Linked DNA regions of Mus musculus: region 2 is linked to region 1. The links are chromatin contacts, called in public promoter capture Hi-C maps. All regions are on one chromosome and are shown on one strand. Each heading gives the region's core, a stretch centred on a gene start, on an enhancer-like site or on the middle of the called end of the contact. The rest is flanking DNA. Distances are from core to core; before and after follow the strand shown. Region 1 holds the start of Apc2 (APC regulator of WNT signaling pathway 2). Region 2 holds the start of Gng7 (guanine nucleotide binding protein (G protein), gamma 7).

Region 1 (3,980 bases), core at 964-3,463:
AATATTTATCAGTTTGATGTTTTGCTTGGAGTCTTAGTCCTCGGGGCACCTCCTTTCCCCCTTGGTAAGGAGTTTGCCAATCCCACTGTCCCCCACCCTCACCCCCATCGGCCCCTAAGCTCCAGCAGAGGCCCGATGCTCCACGGTCAGCACGGGTCCCTGCCCCGGGTTGCTATTGGCTGTCGCCATAGCACCAGCTCGTCTTCCCGCGCCGCCATTGGCCCAGGCCCCTGCATCCCGCATCCTCCCCTGCTCGCTTGCAGTGGTCTCGCCCAGCGCCGGAGCGGCAGCGCCGCCTGGCTAGGCCGGGATGCGGCTTTGTCCCTCTGGAACAACCCCCTCTGCCTGTGCTGCCGAGACCCCCGGAGACCTAGACACCCCAGGTCTGGCTTGTAGGCCTAGCCAAGAGGAGGGAGAAGGCCCTGGGCTTTACAGCTACCCCAGACGCAAGTAAGCCGTGCGTCTTCCCTTGGGTGGAGGGCAGGGGCGCGACCTGCCGCGCCCTGTCAGTACGGACTCCAAGGCAGAATAGGAGCTGAGGGGAAACTGAGTCCGGATGAGGCGCTGCGGCTGGTCCTACACACACACACACACACACACACACACACATTCACGGTTCCCACACCGGATTCTTGGGAGATGGTGCATAAGGAATGGAAGAGAGAAGGATGCTGTGCGCCCCAGGGGAATTGCTGTGTGCTCTGGTCTGAGTCTTTTCCTCTCTACTCTGTAGAGGGAACGGGATGACAGGAAGTCAGAGATGCACACCTCTGGGTGTTGTGCCTCCCTCCTCTGAATCGCTCCGTAAACCCACATTCCTTTATTGCTGTTTTCCTGTCATCTGCCGAGGTGGCTTCTTGATGGAAGCTTGGGGCTGGGGATGGAGGCGGCTCTTTCTGTAGGACGATGTAGGTTGTGGGGCTACCGGAGTCAAAGGTGGCCTCGTGTGCAAACCTAAGGACAAGTGAGTGCATCTCTGTCCCCAGCGAATTCCAGTGTGCCTGTGGGGGTCAAGGCTTATCCCGAGGGCATCAGGAGCCATAGTGCAAGGATGGCGTCTTTTGGAGGGGAGTGTGACTTCAGTATATAGCAGGCAAGGAGAGGATGGAGGAGTGGCCTGGTGAGAGGGGTGCAGAATCGAATGCGAATGCACCCAGCCTAGAGGGCTGGTAGCCCTGTGGATTCCGAACAACAGGGTACATTAAAGAAGGGCATCAAATGTGGACTGAGAACGTCGGCACAGGTTGGCATGTGGGGATGGATGTCCGTACCTGCCGAGCCTCATCTGTTTCTTTTGGCTGGGCAGGGCATGGGTGACTTCAGCTCCAACCAGGGCTTAGATTAGATATGAGCCTTGTTCCTAGCTGGGATACCCCGAATTTGGTTTGGGTAGGATTAACATCCTACCCAAAGACAAGCATGAGTAGGTCTCCCTTGGGACCTTCTGTCAGCCCTTGGACCGGCCAGGATTTTCCTCACCCTTCAGGTGGATGCAGAAGGCGTGGAGAGGGGACTGCTTTGTTTGTATTAATTTTTGGTCTTTTGAGACAGAGCCATATGTAGCCCAGGCTAGTCATGAACCCAATATGTAGCCTAAGCTAGGCTTGAATTCTTGATCTTCCTACCACCACCTTCTGAGTGCTGAAACAATGGGTGAGCGCCACCATGCCTGCCTAACTGCCTGGACTTCTGAGCATCCCAGGGTCTGGATTTTGATTATGTCTGTCTTTCCTCCTCCCCCTCTTCTTTCCCACCCCTCAGCCCTGGACCTCAGTTTCCCTTTTGGGGGAACAGCTGTTTTAGGAAGAGAGCAGAAGGCATGGCTAGGTCCACAGCAGGTCCTCTGAGGGGATGGAATGATGAGGGGCTGAGACCCTAGACACTCACTGCTTCCCTCTACCCATGTCCTGGGTGACATCAGGGTAGGCGGGGCTTTCCAGAGAAGAAGGGAAAAAAAGAGCATTAGGTTATGTGTGTTGGGGGTGGGGGGAGCAGGTGTCACCTAAGCAGGGGAGGGGGTGTGGTTGGTTTGGGATGAAGCCTCAAGGCTGGCAAGGAGAGGAAGCTCCTGAGGAGGGAGCAGCCGAGAGGATGAGATGGTGTTACGCACTCCACCGTGCCTCAGGACGAGAGGATGCTATTGGTGGACCTCAGACAAAGGCGGAGGGAGGGGGCTTCCATAGACGGAAGGGAACAAAGACGGAAGGAGGATCAGTCGTGGAGGTCTCAGGATAGCCTTGGAGGGAGAGCCAAGCTGGGGGAGAAGGTGCTGGCCAACTGGACAGAGGGAGGAGGCCGGACAGAGAGAGAAAGAAAAGACAGACAGAAGCACAAAGAATGGGGCTGTGACGGAGCTGAGGGAGGCATGGTATCCAGGCTGGAGGTTGCTGAGCCATGAACAGAGCCACTGGGGACCCTTGCGTGAGTGGAGGGATGTGGGGCCACAGGGGGTCCCGGCCCAGGACACAAACACCTGGGAGGATTGTGGTGAGTCGGGGTCTTCTGCATCGCCCTCCCTTCCTCTTGCCCATCACTCTCTTAGCCAAGGCTGCTCGGCCTTCAGGGTGTTCTGGGCTATCTAGTGACCCCTCCTTCCCAGTGTGTCTGCCCTCCTGTCTGTCTGTCTGTCTGTCTGTCTGCAGTCAGCTTCTCCTGTGTCAGTCTGTGAGCCTGGTGGCCTCCAGGTGGCCCTGCTGACTTAGACTGCCAGGGTGACAGATGTCTGTGTGTCTCTCTGGCTGTCAGTACAGGTATCATAGAGTCTTTCTGTCTGTCCACCCATCAGTTAGCCTTATACACATCAAATAGCCTCCCAGGTTCAATTCCTCCTGTTTCTATGTCTCTCTCAAATGCTGGTTCCCAGGTGACTGGTTGACACTATTCCTGCCTCGAGGGCACACCCAGGATGGGTGGGAGGGCTGGGCTCTGCTCCAGGACTTTCTGAGAGGGAGCCGATGACCAGCACCCACTGTTGTGACCCCTTACCCCCAGGCACTGCAGGAGTTGAAAATGACCAGCTCCATGGCCTCATATGAGCAGCTGGTGCGCCAGGTGGAGGCCCTGAAGGCCGAGAACACTCACTTAAGGCAGGAGCTGAGGGATAACTCTAGCCATCTCTCCAAGCTTGAGACAGAGACTTCTGGAATGAAGGTGAGAGCCTGCATGGAGGGCATGGGTCAGAAAGACAGACACGAAAGCACCGATGTCTTGGGAGGGGTCCTCAAGGCATGTGGACTGCCAGGGTGACAGATGTCTGTGTGTCCAGGCAGCCCTGATGCTCACAGACCTATTCCCTACCATGCCCGCAGGAGGTCCTGAAACACCTCCAGGGCAAGCTGGAGCAGGAGGCGAGAGTGCTCGTGTCTTCCGGGCAGACAGAAGTGTTAGAGCAACTGAAAGGTGAGTGACTTCCAGAACGGCCCATGGCCAGCAGGGATATAGCAAGAGCAGGTCACTGACCTTCACCAGTGCCTCCCTCCCTCCAGCTCTTCAGACTGACATCAGTAGCCTGTACAACCTCAAGTTTCATGCTCCAGCCCTGGGCCCGGAGCCTGCCGCCCGGACTCCAGAGGGAAGCCCAGTGCACGGCTCTGGACCATCCAAGGACAGCTTTGGAGAGCTGAGCCGGGCCACCATCCGCCTGCTGGAAGAACTGGACCAGGAGAGGTGAGAGGGCGTGGGAAAGGACCTGCCCCCAGGGACCTCTGCCCTCGGATTGGGTCGCTGGCAATGACCCCGCCCCCAACCAGCCACACCCACCTCCAGGCTCTTTCACTCATCTCCACTCTATCCCTGTCTGGCTGACCCCAACTGGTGGACAGAGGATATGAGGACATTCCTGGCAAGGGGAAAGGCTCCTGGGAGAGAAGAGCCTCCACCCCCATCTCCGGGGCCGAGACATACAGGCGTCCCTAGGGACAGAGCCGTATCCAAAGTCAGGGCTCAGAAACAGGCCTGACGCCAGAGATCCTCAAGGAGGC
Region 2 (3,980 bases), core at 939-3,438, 710 kb after region 1:
TACTTGGTGTGCCAGAGCAAAAAACAAGTCTGTGCTGTGGAGACAAAGATTAGCCGCCCCACTGAGTGTTCTTCGCCTGGGCACACTGGACTCACTAGGGGACCCCCAAGATCCTTCACGAAACAAACTGTGGGTGCGGGCGATGCAGGCTCAATCACTCACAATTTCAAAGTCACACAGAACTGAGTGTGAAAGTCACTCCATTAAGCTCACTCAGGAAGCAGAGGCAGGGGGAGTTCCAGGCCAGCCTAGGCTACACAATGAGACCCCGTCTTCAAAGGAGGAAGAAGAGAGGAGGAGGAATGAAGGAAAGGAAGAAAGAGAGAAAGGAAGGAAGGAAGGAAGGAAGGAAGGAAGGAAGGAAGAAAAGCAAAGCAATAGAAATCGGAGTATGAGCAACCTTCACAGGGCCAAGTGTGGTGACCCATACCTGTCCTGCCACTCAAGACAGAGACTGGAGGATCAGGAGAGAGTTGGAGGTAGCCTGGGCTACAGGAGACCTTGTCTTAAAAACAGAACAGAACGAGCCACCTGGAAGAACTAAGCATCCTAACAAATACCTTGTAATCCCAGCACTGTAGAGCCTGAGGCAGGAGGATGGACATGGCTTCCAACCCTAGTGCCTCACTGGGGGATTCTAGGCAGGTTCTCCACCCCGGGCTCTATCCCAGTCCACATCCTTCCAACCTGGCTGCATAGATCTCAGGCAGTTTTTCACACCTCTGGGCTGTGGACACTGGGCCTGTTCATTGTCTGTGGGACACTATGGGCCCTGCAAGGCACTGTGCAGTCTTAGGCTCCACACTGCATGCCAGGACCTCCTCCCTGATTTGAGAAAGTTACACATGTCCCTAGATGTTACCCAGTGTTCCCTGCACAGCAGAGTCACCCAAGTTCAGAGACAATCTTACACTAAACTGCAAGCTGACTGTGGTGTTTTTGAGACAGTGTCTCACTCTGCAGTCGTGGCTGTCCTGGAACTCACTATGTAGCCTAAGCTAGCCTCAAATTTTCCATTTTTCTGCCTCAGTTTCCTAAGGACTGGGAGAGCACGCCTGCCACCACCGGGGTAGAGATTCTCATTTGCACCCCAGGATGGTGGGAGTCAAGGGGGGTTCCTCATAGTCTTTCTGTGACAGCTTGCACCAGAATGGCCTTAACACATATCTTCCCTGGCAGATACTGCAGGGAGCCTACCCAGGGCTAGCTGCCCTGCCCTCATGAGGAGGTAGGGGGGACTGAGGACTGAGGGACAGCAGCTAACAGATCAAAGCAGAGTCCCAAAGCCACTGAGAGCACTAGACCTGTCTGCAGCTGCAAACCGGTGAACTTGGTGCCTGGTTCCCTGACACCTGGCAACAGTTTCAGTGCTATAACAAGAGGTCCCCCAGCCAGCCACCGTCACCCTCTCTCCCACCTCGCCCCTACCCCCACCCCATCCCACCCCCGCAGTGGAGAGCTGCCCACACACCTTAACACTATTGCCCCTAACACTCCCACAGGAAGTTTCTGAAACAGTCAGTCAACACTGGAGCCTTGTGCACCCCAAGATCTAAGCCTATGTACCCTGAGTCCCTGAGAGGGACACACAGGTACCTTCCCCCTGCTCTATGTCTTTGTCTCCAAGGTGTTGGTACTGTGTGCAACCAAACAGCAAACAGGTAGTGCCCCACTCCTCCTTGACTGCACCCCACTCCTCCCTGACTGCACCCCTCTTCTCCATGACTGAACTCCATTCTTCTCTGTCTGTATCCCACTGTTGTCTGACTTCACTTCACTCCTCCCTTATTGTACCCCACTTCTCCTGACTGTACGCCACTCCCCTGACTACACCACACTCCTGTCACCTTACCCAATACGTATCTGACTGCACCAAACTCAGTCTTGTATGACTGTACCCCACTCCTCCCTAATTGACTGCACCCCACTCCTCCATAACTGATTGCCACCCATTCCTCCCTGATTGCACCCCACTCCTCTTTGACTGCACCCCAACTCTCTCTGACTGCACCCCACTCTTGTCTGACTTCACCCCACTTCTCTGGGCTGCCCCCGTCCTCTCTGAGGCAGCCCACTCCTCCCCGATACACCCCGAGTCTCTTCAGCATGCGGAGCTCACCTGCCTCCAGCCAGTGTCTCAGCAGCCGCACAGCCGAACGCACCGCGGGGCCTAGAGAGGGCTCTTCCATGGGGCGGGGTCTCCCGCGATGAGGGCGGAGCCTCTGTAGCATTCGGACCAATCAGAAGCCAAGGTGGCGGAGGTTGGTCCAGAGGAGGAGCCTAGGGCCGACAGTCTGGTAGGCTTAGCCTTGGGGGCAGGGCGGGGCTTCGGGCTCGAGTGGGCGGGCCAAACCCAGGAATGGCGTCTCCACGGGCCATTCACTAGCTGGAGGGCGGGGTTATGCGTCTAAAGATTGGCAATCAATGGTGCAATCAAAGGGGCCTCTCTGAGGAGAAGCTGCTTAACGTTAGGCATGTACTAAGTCAGGCTTTGTTTTGTTTGGATTTTCGAGTTTATTTTATTGGTGTGTATTTATTGTATGGTATAATGAGTTTCATTATGACGTTTGCATACATTTGTATCCCATATTGTGATAATATTCATCTTCCGCTGAGCATCATTTTAGCAGTAAGAAAACACCGATCAAACTCCCCATCTCAGCCCAGATCTAACAGAACAGCAAGGTCCAGTCAAAAAACCCCATGGGAGCCAGGGACAGGAAGCTCCCTTGTGGTTTTCAAGGAACGAGTTTGAATCCCGAGCAGAGACCCAGGATAGTGAGGAAATACTGATTTTTTATTTGCTTGTTTATCATTTCTGTATTCTGATGTTCATCTCCGGTTTTTTCTATTCTCTCTGTTACTTGGGTTTTTTTTTGGCTTTTGCAGTACTTGGCTTGGGTTATAACTTCAGCCATATATATATATTTTAAGACAGGGTCACAGTAAACCGCCCAGGCTGGCCTTGAACTCACCATGCAGGAGAGGATGACTTTGACTCTCCAGTGGGGGCAGTGGCACCAGGGACTCATGCTGGAAGCCCCAGCCCATGGGTCTGCATTCTCTACAAGTTTTCTTGGTGACCTCAGAGACATCTGGAACATCCCTGCAGGTAACAGCCATCCCAGGGAAAGACCAGTGCAGCCCCTGGGTGGGTGACCTCAGGATTCTGGTGTGGACTGACATTCTGTGACAGACAATCTACTGGCTCGGCTCCCTGGACTCTTGTCATTCCTGAAGGAACCTGGCTATCATCCACACACACATCCACACACATACATGCACACACATATGAATGCCCCCACCACAGACATGCACAGACAGGCACACACATGCACGTGTGCTCACACACACAAACACACACAAACACTGCACTTTATATTCAGAGAAAGCCCAGAACCTTTCTTCAGTGTTCTTCCCTGGCACATCCCATCCAGGCTGTCCCCAGACCCTACTACTGTTTGTGGTTCACCTGGTAGATGCAGAGTTGGGCTATCTTCCAGCACTTGAGAAGATGAGGCAGGAGGACTGCCCCAAGTTTGAGTTCAGTTTGGGCTACATGGGTGAGTTTGAAGCCATTGTAGGCAACATGAGACCCTGTTTCAAAAACTAACTAATGCTGGAGAGTCGGCTCAGTGGTTAAGAGCACTAGCTGTTCTTCCAGAGGACCTGGGTTCAATTCCTAGCACTCACATGGCAGCTCACAACTGTCTCCAGTTTCAGGGGATCTGACACCTTCACACAGACATGCACACAGGCAAAACACCCGTGCACATAAAATTTAAATAAATAAATAAATAAATGAATAAATAAATAAATGAATAAATAAATAAATACAAACACTAAGAGGTTTGTAGCTCAACAGGAAAAGTATCTGCCTCCAAGCCTGAGAGCCTGAGAGAATCTAATCTCCAGTAAGGCTAGACCATTGTGTCCTCTGACTACCACACACATACTGGAGCGTGTGTACATGCACACGT

Evidence for each region. Capture Hi-C pulls out chosen DNA fragments and counts their contacts.
Region 2: a promoter capture Hi-C map of liver shows a contact between it and region 1. The contact joins the promoter of Gng7 here to the promoter of Apc2 in region 1. A contact is called at or near these places in 3 of 39 promoter capture datasets (liver and macrophages) and 1 of 9 other capture datasets (liver).

Annotation. Positions count from the first base shown.
Region 1 is chr10:80,298,829-80,302,808 of GRCm38.p6, forward strand. Apc2 (APC regulator of WNT signaling pathway 2) reads left to right here and starts at 2,214. Exons shown (of 15, transcript NM_001372241.1): 1 at 2,214-2,487; 2 at 2,992-3,150; 3 at 3,309-3,399; 4 at 3,486-3,666. The coding sequence starts at 2,395.
Region 2 is chr10:81,012,737-81,016,716 of GRCm38.p6, forward strand. It overlaps Gng7 (guanine nucleotide binding protein (G protein), gamma 7), which reads right to left and starts at 2,189. Exons shown (of 4, transcript NM_010319.3): 1 at 2,120-2,189.